2 separate regions of the Mus musculus genome follow, and region 1 is linked to region 2. A link is a contact called in public Hi-C data. All regions are on one chromosome and are shown on one strand. Each heading gives the region's core, a stretch centred on a gene start, on an enhancer-like site or on the middle of the called end of the contact. The rest is flanking DNA. Distances are from core to core; before and after follow the strand shown. Region 1 holds the start of Rtraf (RNA transcription, translation and transport factor). Region 2 holds the start of Kctd6 (potassium channel tetramerisation domain containing 6).

Region 1 (7,262 bases), core at 3,898-6,397, about 12 Mb after region 2:
GAGTGTTTTTATGAAAATGGGAAAGTGACAATGCTTTAGATTAGAAAATGCAACTAGAGCTGGTCTTTAGAAAGACCAGCTTGAAAAAAATATTTTAAAAGTAATGAATAAACTTACTGCCAAAAATGGCTCCCCAGATCTTGATATAAGAACACTCTTATACTGTTACAATTTTTCTATCAACCTAAACTTTTAAAAAGTAGTAAAATTTGAATCAGATTCTAAAATATAGTTCAGAAAGTTAGCCAGAGGACATGCAGCTGAGAACAGGGGGTGGCACCGCCCTATACTAGAAGAAGGTGACAAGAGCTGAAGCCTACAGGGCGGCAGCAGCAGAAACACAGGTGACACAGCAGACTCAGACAAAGACTAATGGTAACGGGATGGGTGGGGCAGAGAAGCTATACATATCAGACAGGTTTCAAGAGCACACATCTAGGACCTGAAAGTGACAGGCACCGTGAAGGAAAGTCACAAACCCAAGGATGGAAGTGAAGCGGGGTGCTCAGCCTGAAGCTGAGGTGTCTGATGAAAGGAAGCAGTGCAATGAGGCACCTCTTCCACTGGCACCAACTTCAAACGCTTCAGATAACAGAAGACTGTCCATAGCTGAGGAAGATTAAACACTACACATACATATTGGCCTACACTGTCTTAATGTGCACTGGCACTAGACACACCAGTATGTTTCTATCTCCTGTGAAATAGCTGCTGCAACCAATACTCCAAACCCCAAGGGCTCTGATGTTGGCAGCAGTGTCAATGGCTTAGTTGCAGTGGAAGCTGGCAAATTAACCAAGTAACGTTCCTTTGTTAAGGAATTCTATTAACCTTTTTCAGAAAACAACTTCCAAATTCTAAAAAATAATGAAAGCATCAGAAACAAAGCAGGTCCACTTTTTGTAATAAAATAAACCAAGAGCAAAATACAAGATAAGAAACCTCTTCCCACCGCCTTCTTTCTCATCTAAAAACTATCCACAACAGTGAACTAAAGATGAGCTGGAGTGAGTGCTGTCTCAGCGGTTAAAGCCCTGGCAAAGGACCTAGATTAGATTCCCAGTACCCACATGGTAGTTCACATTTGTAACTCTAGCTCCCGCAGATCTGATATCCTTTCCTGGCTTCTGAATACAGTAGGAATGCATATAATACATATACAATTAAAAATAAAAATCTTTTAAGAAGCCCCATAAGCCAACACCCACCCTATATCCTGCACAAAACATACCGTTATCTCCATATTCAAGTCTAACAGCTAAACCAAGAAGCCAGTCAATCGCTTCTTGCCGATCCTGAATCTTGAAAGGACAGTTAACATCTTTGAGATACTGTGAAGGGAAAGAGGGGGAAAAAAAATCTATTTCATTATCATAGAGCCACAGAACACAGAACAGCAGACCGACAGAGGCCTCAGTTTGGAGCTTTAAGAATTTCTTCCAGGCCTGCCTTGAATCCCAGATATCCAGGACTGGCCTGGAACTCCTGATTCTCTCCCCTCCACCTTCCTGGTGCCAGGATCTCAGTGTGCGCCACCACATCGATCATTATTAAACCTTTGATGTCATTATACAGGTCAGAAAAAAAAATGCTTAGAAGAAAACAATAAAATAATCCTTTTTAAAATATTTGTAACTGGAGATCCCAGGTAGGACAAGATACAAGAATAATCTCATTTAGACAACGAAACTACAACCTACAAAAATCTGATACTTAACACTGGCCATACCACTTAGATCTGGGACCAGAACCTTAGCTTTGACTCCAGGTCCCAATGCACAGGGCAATTAGATAAAAAGTGCAACTTTTAAAAGAAGGACAATTCAATTAATTACTGGAATTTTATCATTCATATGCAAATGTCATATACAAATGCATAACAGAGCAAGCCATGGAACTTGTGTGTCAGCTACAGCCAAGTCCTTTAGGCAAATAAGCTGATCCTTCAGTCTCTCGGGAGCTGAAAGTTGACCCTAACAAAAAACCTTTCAGTGAAAACTTCAGGGATAATTTATAAATTAATATGTTTTAGTAAAAATTCATTTTCTAACCAAAAATTTTATTCCTTTAATGAAACAAACAAGTCTCATTCATTAGATTTGGCCACGATCAAAAGCCACTTTGTGAGTACTGAATGCAAGTTAATAACTTAAAATCTATATTAATTACCAAATAGATGTTTCCTAAGATACCTTAAACAACATTTCTAATAGTATTTGGGTGACTTATGATTTTTTAAAAATATTTATTTATTTTATGTAAGTACACTGTAGCTGTCTTCAGACACTCCAGAAGAGGGCATCAGATTTCGTTATGGATGGCTGTGAGCCACCATGTGGTTGCTGGGATTTGAACTCAGGACCTTTGGAAGAGCAGTCGGCACTCTTAACCGCTGAGCCAACTCACCAGCCCGATTTATGATTATTTTACTATCTGTCAGGATCTTTTAAACAAGCAAGTGTCTCTAATCTCTGCATACTTTTTCATTTACAAGTGAACCAACAGAAAACACTAGCACTATATTTTAAGATCTTTAAAAGCCCACTGAAAACTGAAAAAAAAGTTTAAGGGTAAATAAAGATAAACCACTACAAGTAGTTGCAGTGGCAAGAAGCATTAGGCCTTGGTATGGGTAAACATTTATGGGAGAGGCCTATCAGGTATGTGGCTTGTGAACAAGAACAGAGACAGCTGCAGTGGTGGTGGCACATGCCTTTAATCCCAGCACTCCGGAGGCAGAGGCAGGCAGATTTCTGAGTTCAAGGCCAGCCTGGTCTACAGAGTGAGCGCCAGGACAGCCAGGACTACACAGAAAAACCCTGTCTCAAAAAACCAAAACACAAACACACACACACATACAAACAGAACAGAGACAGCTGCCACTGTCATTCCCATTTGTTGATGACACTGTAATGACATAATGTGGTTTTTTTTTATAGAGTTTGGAAACAATTACTCCTGAAAGAATATTACTAAAATTAAAATAAATCAATGTGAAACAATTCTAGTCACAAGATCATCCACAGAGCGCTTTTAGGGGGCATCTGTACCTCACCTACAAGAATAAACATGACAGTTTCAAGTTTCAGGCATGGAAATGATGCTCTTAATGAGTATGTGCTAGTTTGAATGAGAATGGCCCCCATGGCTCATAGATTTGAATGTTTGGTTCACAGTGGGTGGAACTGTTTGGGAAGGATTAGGAGGTGTGGCCTTGCTGGTGGAGGTGTGTCACTGACGGTGAGCTTCGAGGTTTCAAAAGCCATGCCCACCCCACATCTTTTCCCTTCCCACAATTCCCAGTGAGCTCTCTGAGTCCTCCTTGAAGATAAGGATGCGAGTTCTCAGCTATGGCTCCGGTGCTCTGCCTGCCTGGTGCCACACTCCACACATGATGGTCATTGATTCACCCTCTGAAACTGTAGGGAAATCTCAGGGTAAATGCTCTCTGTTAGAAGCTGCTTTAGCCATGGTATCTCTTCACAGAATAGAAATGTAACTAAGACAAGGACTCAAAAGTATATTGCTGCATTTTCGTATCTAATGTAACTAAAGCTCCAAGAGACGTGCTGTGCTCTTCTGGCCTCTGCGGATACCCGACATACATATAAACACATACACACACATACATACATACATACAAATTATGTAGACAATCCTATTAAGGAATGCCGTGACATTTAGAAAATGATGTTTAATCCAAATACTGACAGCTCGGTTGGAGATAATATAATTTGCTTTAAAAATCAAAACAACAGAGTTTGAATCCATGGAGTTAGCTTTACTCACACTGATCACTATTATATCTTAAAAGAACATAGGAATTTTCAACTCAACATACAACGTTTACAAAAGTTCTCTGTGCTTCCTTCTACTTCCTGATTCATTACCTTTTCAAAGAACTTGGGCCAGTCACTGCTGTGGATGTTTCTCAAGTTACCTCTGTCTTCAATCTTGTAGTGTCTGATTTTCTGGTCTTCAAGCCAAACGATAAAGTTTCTAAATTCTGTTTCATCTGCAACGAAACATCATATATCAAGTCACTAAAAGCCTTTGTGATCCTTGGTGGCTTTCTAACCTGCAAACACTACATTAACTGACCCCGAGGGAAGTCAGCAAGAGCTCAAAGTTCAGACTGCAGAGCCATAGATACCTGGCTCACTGCAATAGACTCAAATTCTGGATGAGCCTCAGAAAACCGGATACACTTTCTAAGCTTCAGATTCTTCAGATACAAGATGAGGAAAACGGGACTTACTTCGTGGGGATGTTTTGAGTATTGAATGAATTAAACATGCAGGGCACAGTGTTTCCTATGTTTTATTAGAACTCTGGTTCCTTTAGAGTTTAAGGGGCATTGGGCAGGTAAAAACTTTGAAGCAAGCCAATAGAATAAAATAAACTAGAAATAAACGATTAAAGCACCCTGAATACAAATATTAAAAACTGAAAGCTAGGGGACAGTGTACAGTTACCGGGACGCACCTGCTTCCTTAGATCCAACCCCTCCAAACACCAAAACCCAAAACCCTCAGGAAAGATCCTCATTTTACTCGTCAGAAAACTGAGGTCTCAACCCCCAATTTCGGCTCTACCGCCACCCAGCAATCTTGAGCCAAGTAAAAGCCAAGTAAAAACCAGGACTGACCCTGATATGCTTCTGGAGACCAAACGCTGCCACCCCGCTTCTACCGGTGCGTCCTGCACAGCGGAATGAGGCCCTGGTCCCCGCCTCACTCTCAGTTTCCCACTGGCCCGCAGGACTGGAATATCTTTTTTTCTGAACGGTTCCACTTCCCTGGCAGCCGGCCACGAACTTTCTGCGCGCCCCGAAGGGCATCCCCGGTCCCCTCCCCTACCCCGCAGGTGCCCGCCGAGCCGCCCGGGGGCCGGGAAGCCTGCCGAGCGCCTCAGGGCAGCGGCTGCCGGGTCTGGGTCCGGGTCCGGGCGGGCTGGGGAGGCGCCGTCGCCGAACCCCGCGGCCGCCACCCACCTTTGCAGTTGAAGCCTGAGGGGTTGTGGTAATCCAGGGCCGTGAGCTTGCGTCGGAACATGGTCCCCGCTGCTCGCGCTGGCCGCCCGGGCCTCCGCCGGGACAGGAGAAGCGAGGTGAGGCGGGCAGCGCAGGCACCGGCGACGCGGCGAAGGGGCGGGGCGGTGACCGACGCTCCGACGGACGGCGGACGGAGCCAATCGCGGCTTAGGAACGCCCGCAGCCCGCAAGCGCTGGCCAATCATCGCTGCTGCTTAGGAGGCGGGGCCACGTCGGTGCACGTCGACGCTCAAATAAACTTTATTGTCAGCTTCCTAGTTGTACAATGGACCGAAAGCAGGTCTGAAGCTGCGATTCGTGGATCTAACTCCTTTTCTTGCAACAGTAGGCAAAACCAAAACCCAAAACCAAAACCAAAAAAAAAAAAAAAAAAAAAATGTCTGTACGCTTTCTCGAGTCGGCTATAGCTCTTATTGGCTCAGAGTTGCTGTTTAATATCTTGAGCGTATTAATTGCTCGTCTTTGAACGCTGGTAATACAAAGATCGAAAAGAAAGGTCCCTGCAGGATATTCTTTCGGACTAATTGGAGTGATGTGGAGATTAGATACAACCCCCATGCCATATTTCAGTTTGTCCCCAAACAGTGAAGTCAGAAACCGGGAACCTGCGTTTCCTTCTCCTCAAACCTCTCAGTCACTACCTTCAGTGGGCCACTAAGTCCTGCCATCTCTTCTCTCTCATCCTTTCTTGCCTTTCCTGATGTATTTTCCCCACTCTGTAACGCGACTGATAATCTAAAGCGCCCATTTAAAACTTTCTTCTTATCTTTTAGCAAAGCTGTCGGTGCTTATGATCTAAGTTGCATGCTTCCAGGTTTTTGGCCTCTTATCCAAATATGCAAAAGCAAAATAGTTTTATTTGAAGCAATGCTATAGTGCAAAGTTACAGAATGACAGCAGGCAACGCGAGCAAAAGTACCAAGTACCTCAGGCTACAGCCTGGGTCTCTTCACCGGTCAAGAAAAAGGAGGCGCTGGTTACTAATGTGAATGATCCTTTATTTCAATTGATAGATCAGGTTATACGATCATTTCAATACTGCTCACGTCCCTTCCAATAATGCATCTGGCTTTAATCACATGCACAGGCATATGAGAGTAAATAAGAGATTCTTCTTAAAAGCTTATTAGAGGACATAGTTTCCCCTTAATTGTGCCTATACCCCAAGCAAGTTCAGGCCATCTTGACCCTTCTAATCTTTATACCCCATACATTGGGAATATACTTGAATAAAAACTGTGTAGGTGTGATTGGTACTAGGGGTGAAGAAACATTATTATTTAGAGGTAGAAGTATATATAATCTGGGGAGGTTAAGGGAGTTCCGAGGTGCCAGGTAAATTGTTTGGAGAATTTTTGGTTGTGTGTGTGTGTGTGTGTATGTGTGTGTGTGTGTGTGTGTGACTTACCAATGAAGGAACAAGGCTGCCAAGAGCATCATTGTAAGAGGGGCTATGTGAATAACCAGAAACAAATTGGGGTTCCAAGCTATCCTCTCTCCCATGCTTGCCTGCCTCAGGAACTGCCTGCTGTGCTCTAGAGACAATCAAATGCTCCTACTGGATTTAAGACCCTTCCCATTCCGTTACAAATTGTTTTCCAGATACAGGCGAGCAGTGATGAGCAGGACAGACTGGCTGTCTACTTTGATTCCATTTAAAAGACCAAAAAGGGAGGGTGGGAGGGACAAAAGAGAGAAACAGTGGCTTGGAGATAGTGAGGAGTTCACTCGCAGTCAAAATGATAACTGATTTTGCTGGAAACAGATGCACAAAGGCAAGAAATGAACAATAGGGCCGAGAGGGAAACACTTATGGAAGCTGGAGGGAGGTGGTGACAGCTGGCGAGACTGTGGACAAAGGCAGGCGCTTGATCAAGAAAGGCCTTTCATGGCAAGCTGAGGGGCGTTATTGAATCTCTTGGAGCTAAGCCAACTGTACGTTTCATTTTAGTTCAGGAGCCGGTAATTAAACAGTGTTTGCATCTGTGGGGCATACAAATGAAGAAGCTGTAGTGTCTAATTTCAGGAGGTTTAAATGTAATAATCAACACAGATGCTTAGATTAGACGCTTCTAGTCTGGAGCCAGAAAGGGACACATGCATAATGAGAAGCTTTGAACGTTCCGCAGGATCGAGTGCAGTTTTAAACGGGCTCTCAGAGACAATTCATGTTTTCCCAGTTAAGTTTCATACCAAATGAATCAGGAAA
Region 2 (7,734 bases), core at 683-3,182:
AGGGGCTGCCGGGGGGTGGGGGGGGAATGGGAGGGTGGGTGAGGAAGTGGTGGCGCACGCCTTTAATTCCAGCACTTGGGAGGCAGAGGCAGTCGGATCTCTGAGTTTGAGGCCAGCCTGGTCTACAGAGTGAGTTCCAGCACAGCGAGGCTACACAGAGAAGACTTGTCTCAAAACAAACAAAAAAATAGGGAAAAAAAAATCAACATTGGGGTACTGTATGTATTAAAATCAACATTGGGGTGCTGTATGTATTAAAATCAACATTAGGGTACTGTATGTATTAAAATCAACATTGGGGTACTGTATGTATTAAAATCAACATTGGGGTCCTGTATGTATGATTTTGTGTCCTGATTTGCAGGAGCATATTCCCATATTCTTTTTAAAAAGATTTATTTATTATTATACATAAGTACACTTTAGCTGACTTCAGACATACCGGAAGAGGGCATCAGATCCCATTACAGATGGTTGTGAGCCACCATGTGGTTTCTGGGATTTGAACTCAGGACCTTCGGAAGAGCAGTCAGTGCTCTTACCCGCTGAGCCATTTCTCCAGCCCTATTCCCATATTCTTAATTAGTTTGTATCCTTGCTTAGATGTCAATGTAGCCGTCCATTGTGTTGAAGTCCACATTGCTTATTTAACCTATCAATTTGATTTTTGGAGAAAAAATAGAATATTAGATGATGATCATACATATAAAAACTAGATTTCAGAACCACCTCACAAACATGCAGATGTGTAAACCAGGTAAGTTTCTGTTTTGTTCTTTTGAGAAAGGGTCTCGTTATGTAGCCTCATCTGTCCTAGAGACTAGCTATGTGGGCCAGGCTAACCTAGAGCTCACAAGAGACCCACATGCCACTGCCTCTAAGTGCTGGCATTAAGGATGTGCACTACTTTTACTATGCCTGGCCCAGGTGAGTTTCTAAGGCCAGTGGCTTTTCACCCATGTAGAAGTGGATTGAGATCTGGCTAGCTAGAAGTGGTGGCTTTTGCATCTTGTCTATGCATGGAATCCAATTAGCCCTGCAGCCTTGATGTCCTTCCTGAAGGGACATTACCCTTGCCAGTCCCATCCAGACTAAGATCCTCAGAGGTATTACACAGGATGACGTTAGTTAGCTCTGCCCTTCTAACTGGCTGCTCTTCTCTGCCTAAAAGGCTGGATCGGTGGTCCCTCTAAGCCATTACTTTACAGAATGGCCTGCCTTAATATATAAGGCCAGGAGTCTTATATATTAATACATTAATAATATTAACTACATTATTATGTATATATTAATATAATATAATTACATCAATATTAATAACATTAAATGTATACTAATATTTTATATATATCAGATCGTCACATCTTCCCTTATTCTCCAAGGCAGCCTTCTTTTTTTTGTTGTTGTTTTTTCAAGACAGGGTTTCTCTGTGTAGCCTTGGCTGTCCTGGAACTCACTTTGTAGACCAGGCTGGCCTCGAACTCAGAAATCCACCTGCCTCTGCCTCCGGAGTTCTGGCGTATGCCACCAAGCCCGGCCAAGGCAGCCTTCTTATTGGACCGCTCTCACCAGGATTCGAACTTGTCTTGTGTGTGTCTACTGGCTGCTTTTTTGAGTCTTGAGACGCGCCTCGGTCTGGGTGGCTGCTCTTCTCTCTAAGCCCTGCATGCGATGAGGTCTATCGACTTAGTGAAAACAGCTGAGGAGAAACAGTTGCGGAGAAGGAGTCCTGGGCAAGCAGGGAAGAGACTGCTGGCGGCCAGGAGGAGAGGCTGAAAGCGGAGGGGGAGTTAGGGGCGTGGCCTGGGCGGAGCTCCGCGCGGGAGTCCTGGGCGGGGCGGGGATAGGAACGGGACGGAGGCGGGGCTTCGGGACTGCTGCAGAGCCCGCCTGACCACGCCGCCCCGGCAGCGCCCAGAGTGCCCGCGGCGATCCGGCTTCCCGGCCTTCGCCCCGCGCCGCCGATAGGGGGCGTCCGCGTTCTCGGCGCCGCGACTCTGCTGAGAAGGCGCCGCCCGCGCCGGGCAGCTGGAGCCGCAACTCCGGGCTCCGGCTCACTCGTCCCCTCTGCCGCCGCCGCCGCCGCCGCCGCCACCGCCGCCGCTGCCGCCGCGGGGCGCGGGCTCGCTCGTCCCCGCGCTCGCGCTCTCGGGCCGCCGGCGTCTCCCGGCCGGGTCGCCTCCGCGCTCGTGCAGTGAGTGGGGCGCGAGCGGGGCCTGCGGGCCGGGGCTGCGGGAAGTCGGGCTGAGGAGAACGGCGGGTGGCGGCCGCGCGTCCCCGGGCTGGCACGAGCCCGCGGCGGGGCCTGGGCGGGGAAATCGGGGACGCGCGGCCGCCTCGGGCTTTGGGCTCCGGCTCGGGTTCGGGGCTCGGTGCGCGTGGCCGGCCGGGCTTGGCTTGCGGGAGACCGCGGAGTAGGGACCAGCGGGCTCTGCGGGGCAAAGGGTTGGTGTTTTGGGGAGTGGTGTTTATTAGCCGCCACTGCCCTAGTTTAAAGCTCTGCTTTTTGGGTTTTGTGCACAAATTGCAGCTTTTTACCGGAATTTTGGGATGTCACGGCGATTTAGTGCTGGGTGTTAAGAGGTGATCCTTGGCGAGGTCGTGGGGAGCCCCTGCAGCACCTGCTGGGCGATGGCAGCGGAGGCTGTGTCTGGGGGTGGGACGGGGAAACGAAACGTGACTGAGATCCTGTTTGGATATTCTGCTGAAGTTGTCATGTTTCTGTTCTGTACACCAGTACATACAGCAAGTTGATAAACCTGGTTTCAGGATTTCGTGATGCAGACAAATAGACCGATGTGACCTGGTTTAGCTAAGAATGTCTGGGATAGCCCAAACAACCTGCTCCAATGTACCCCCCTTGGCAGGCTCATCTTTTTCGCTGTTGCAGATATTCTAGTATGGGAATAATGGTGGGGTATTACAGGCCCAAAGCCAGAAGTGTTTCAAAAGAGTAAAGATCTAAGTAGGTAGGGTGGGAGAATCACCCTTTGGATGAAAACCAGGAGCCCACACGGATTCTTAGTTTTTTGTAATACCGTAGGTAGAAAGATGGCCATAGAATTTGAAAATTTTTAAAGTGTATTTTAGCTGAAGCAATAGCGTGGAAAGCAGTCTTATGGTCACTCCTATGATCCATCGTCGCATCCTGGATTTTAATAGTTGGGGTCTATTTTAAACGGAACACGTATGTGTGTCTTCTGCTTTATCTTGAGACAACCCTGAGTCATGCTTTCTAGAAGTCCCGAGAGCTCACGTGTCTGTTTGTCTCTGCGAACGCTGGACATCATTTTACCTTTAGTTTTTCTCACGGCAACTGCGGTGGGATCTCCGGGAAAGGAGGGCCAGGGACGGGACAGAGTGGGAACACAGATTGGTCCTAACCTGCATGTTCGCCCACCGTGTCTGACTTACCTATTTAAATTTTGGTGATGCTGCGAGTAGTAAAGGGCGGTCTACTCAGGTTCTCACAGCCCTCTGCTGGCATGCTGCACGTGAATCCAGAGCGCCACTCCTCACTGCCCTGTCGGCCAGTTTTACCTCCATTGTGTTTAAACGGTGTGGTTACTTTTGGGAAGGTCATAATACCCATTTTGGTGGAAACTGAGGGAAAGTAGAATTTTATGATTTGTGACTCTGACAGCACTTAAGCTGGAGAGTATATATTCTTCTGGTTTGATACTGTCAGAAGATTCATAATTTCTTGTAGGACTTTCTCCCTTTTTGCCTACATTTCCTTTCTTCTAGCCCACGAGGTTGAGAGAGGGGTTTAGTTAGTGGTAATTTAGCTTTATAATCCCATTATCCTTGTGCGCTCGCTACTTGTGCTGGCCTGTATGTGGATGTTAACTCCGAAGACGCCAGGAGATGCCACTGAACCAATTACTATAAAAAGTATTTCACTTTCAAACTCCCACGTTCCCAAGAACAGAGAAACTCAGTACAAAGGCAGCTTGGAAGGTAAGTATAGGTGGAGAGAGAAAATTTACCGGTCTTCATTTTGGGATGGCAGACACAAAGGTTTCAGTAGAAAAGCACTTGGAAGGGCTACCCAGAAAGCGTGGGAAGGCAGTGACTACAGTTGTATCATTACATTTTCTAATCCGAGGTTAGCATTACGGCATATAGACTGTTACAGGGGAGGAGGACTTTTGCTCTGGAGCGTCTTACTCAATAGCAGAAGTAAGTCTAGAATGTTTGTGCTGTCTTATCATAACCCCCACTGTAGCTTTGCTGTGGTAAGGAGGGTTCTCACAGGTTAAGTTGTTAACTTCCTGGAGTGTGCATTCTTCAGATTTGCTAGGGTCAGTAAATTAGTAACTTCTTTTCAGGCTTCTAGAAATTCTTCAGAATATGTTTTTCTTAACTACCTGCTAACATACTATCAGATTTTACACATTAGTTACAATGACCTTTGAAGTTCAAGCAAGCATGATAGTCTTTAGGACCATAATTTTTTTTTTTTTTTGAATCAAAGGTCAGGTATTTTCAGGTAAACCGATTTTACAAGTCAGAAAGCCTTTCTTTGAACTTTATAGTCGTTGGTTGTAGCCATGACTCTAAGAAAGATCTTTCGTAAGGGAAAGTCACTTAAAGGAATCTTATGAGGAAACATTTCACCTTGGCCTGCTTGATGCCCCCTTGGAGGCCTTCTGTCGCCTGGCTTGTTCTCATTAAGCCCTCCACTGGAGGAGGTTGTGCCGGATGGGAGAGAAGATGAAAGGGAAATGAATTGTTAGCGTCCCTGGAGAACGATGAGGTGGAAGAAGCTGAAGCTACTTCTGGGTTGTGTTTATTGTATCCACCCCTGAGATGTTCTTGGCAGGCATCAGTTCAGAGTCCGGCTGTTGGATAGGCTAGAATCTTGCCCCTCTTGTCTCTCTAGTTGCGTCTCTGTTTATGTTTACAAGGAACACATACCAATTTTAAATCAATCAAGACTACTCCCATTTTGACTTTATTGGTGATCAATTTAGTACAATATTTTAAATAGATTTTGCTAGCTTATATTGGAAGTGACTAGTATTTTATTTTGATGTATTTTATGTATAACTATAAGGTCTTGAAGTGCTTTTTAAGAAACCTGGGCTTGTCCAGGAGGTAGTGGCACATGCCTTTAATTCCAGCATTCCAGGAGGCAGAGGCAGATAAATCTCTGAGTTCTGAGTTCAAGGTTAGCTTGGTCTACAGAGCGAGTTTCAGGACAGTTAAGGCTATACAGAGAAACCCTGTCCCCTTTTCCCCACTCCCCCGCCCCCCAAAAAAAGAAGAAAGGAAGGAATCTGGGCTTGGATCATGGAGCTAACTCCTTAGTAAAGATGTACGTCATTGCCTGTGCATCCCACTAGCCCCCAGCCATATATATTCACATACATATACACATTCCCATGACTGCTGTCCTAGATTAGTAAGCTTGAGCTTTGTTATATGTGTGTAGCCAGACCTTGGCTTTTGCTGTAGAAGAGATTCAGAAACATCTAACTTTTTTGATTGTTTGTGTGGATGATTGCATAAGACGTTACCGTGTTTTGATTTAGGCATGAAGACATAAATGTGAAAGGTTAGTACTGGCATAAGAGCTGTCTGATTTTTTTTTCCTTGTGTTTTGGGCTTCCATTCTTCATTAGTCATTTGAATGTTCATGAACTAGGATTCTTTCTGTCGCTTAAGATGGAACAGCAGCCATTATTGGCGCTAATGAGTAGGTTACTGCCATTTTTATTTAGTGGTAGGAATTTTTACGGGCTCATTATGACTAGCCTGAGTTTTTGTTAAATTGTAAATAAAGTGGTAGGTGGATAGGATTAATAGTTGGTTATGGGAAGTCTTAAATGGATGCTTTTCAATTGTTTGGTTTTTGGATTCTGTTCTTTGAATTTCTACTTCAAGAGGGCGCTTTTGTAAAAATCTAGACTAGGAGTCAGCAAACACAAGTTATTGTTCAGGTACTCCCCAGATGTGGGGCTGTGAGCAAGTCTTGTGGTCTATCCTGCCTCTTTATTTTATAACTCTATACATGCATGCGTGCGTGCGTGCGTGCGTGCGTGCGTGCGTGTGTGTGTGTGTGTGTGTGTGTGTGTGCGCTTACAAGCAGAAAGGCTGTTCCATCCCTGCCTATTTAAATTGTTGCTCGATTCTAGAGTCTCTTCTCAGGCTAGGCACTTTTTCTTTTAGCATTTCACTTTTCAGGCTCTTTGCCAAAGCCCTCCGTTTTCTCCCTGGGAGTCTAGATCTCTTCCTCCTGAGAGCGCCTCCTGTCTGCCCTGTTCTGTAGCTCTTTGGAGTTATACTGTGGACTTGGGCTGTTGCCTGTTGCCTTCCTTTGTAGACTGAAAGCTCCACGAGGGTCAGGTTATGCTTCCTTATTCCTGTGTATCTAGATTTTACCTGGGCTCCCTTGCCCCGTGATAGTGGGTGGACCTTACATACATCTTGGCTGACTGACTATTGAGGCAGTTGGGAAAGAAGACGCCGAGTCTTGGGAAGTGCCTTTAATTCACTCCATTGTTGATGTGGTGTTATCTATAACTGAACCCACACCTGGGTAAGGCCCATTTCTTCCGTTTCTATCATTTGGGGTTTGTGGAGTAAGTCAGAGGGATGAAAAGGTATCCCAGTGGCTTTCCATTGGTTCTGTCTCACCATAGTACTCAGGCCCGTCCATCCGCCTGCAGCCAGCTGCCTGGAGTGGAGAAAGGCAGCCGCCGACTGAAGGCTTCTCCCGGCCACATTTTCGCTCGTTTGCTTTGAAGAATTTGTAAAGGTAGAGAAATAGCTGCTGCAGCTCTGATTTCAGCCCCTGCTGTGCTATGCAAATGTTCTCTACATGCCTGAGTGACCTTTTGAGAAAGAGCCTTTGTGATCTCCTGTAGCCAGGGCTTGTTCTTGTTCTGGAAACAGGGGCCAGATTCCTCTAAAAGTGGGATAAATGGATCTTCAAAGACCACATACAAAGCTAGTGACTTTTCTAGTGAATACCAGCATGTCCATGTTTCTTGCCTTCTTTGCTGGCGATTTTGAAATCTGCTCTGCAGTTTGCTAGCAGGTTGATTTGGGGACTAGCGTGTAAGAGAGGGAACTGAGGGAACTCATGAAAGCAGTTCAGTAGCTGGACAACTGCTGGCATGCCCTTGAATTGTAGATAAAAACAGATTGAAGCCGGCATCATTAGTACACAGGCATTTGCCAGTGGCCTAAAACTGTCTCTCCATGGTGCTGGCTGAGTGACCCTCAGCCAGCCCTGTAAGGTTTTTTTTTTTTTTTTTTGGTCTCAAATTGTGCCTTAACAGCTTGTCATTTAAATTGGTTTCTGTTTGTTTTTATTTACAAAGAGAAATACTTCATTATTAAAAGCCTGATTGATTTTTTTAATATTATAAGATAATAATATTCTGGTGTGTTTCCTTTGGAAAACGACTGTTACTTTTGGAGCTCATGATTTTAAATGCTTTTACTGAGATGTTTAGTTTATACAGCTGGCATGCCGATCCAAAGGAGTTTCCCTCCTTTTCCCTTACATGACCTTTTTGATGAAGATCAAAAATTGATTATGAACGTCATAGACCTAATCATGAGGTTCTCTGAAAATGTAAAAATTACATCTCTGGGGGAGTGACAAAATTTGTAAGTTTTTTTATGACACTTATTTTGTGTGTGTGAATGGGAGTGAGTGTGGACTCAGAGGACACGTGTGGAAATCAATTTTCTCTTTCCACCGTGAAGGGTCAGGCAAGC

The links. A called contact is a pair of places that touch in the nucleus more often than the background predicts.
Region 1: a Hi-C map of B cells shows a contact between it and region 2, with 6 read pairs. The contact joins the promoter of Rtraf here to the promoter of Kctd6 in region 2. A contact is called at or near these places in 1 of 39 promoter capture datasets (pre-B cells) and 1 of 484 Hi-C or Micro-C datasets (B cells).

What each region holds. Positions count from the first base shown.
Region 1 is chr14:19,818,676-19,825,937 of GRCm38.p6, forward strand. Rtraf (RNA transcription, translation and transport factor) reads right to left here and starts at 5,148. Exons shown (of 8, transcript NM_026528.3): 1 at 4,994-5,148; 2 at 3,891-4,015; 3 at 1,232-1,331. The coding sequence starts at 5,054.
Region 2 is chr14:8,212,149-8,219,882 of GRCm38.p6, forward strand. It overlaps Kctd6 (potassium channel tetramerisation domain containing 6), which reads left to right and starts at 1,933. Exons shown (of 3, transcript NM_027782.3): 1 at 1,933-2,194.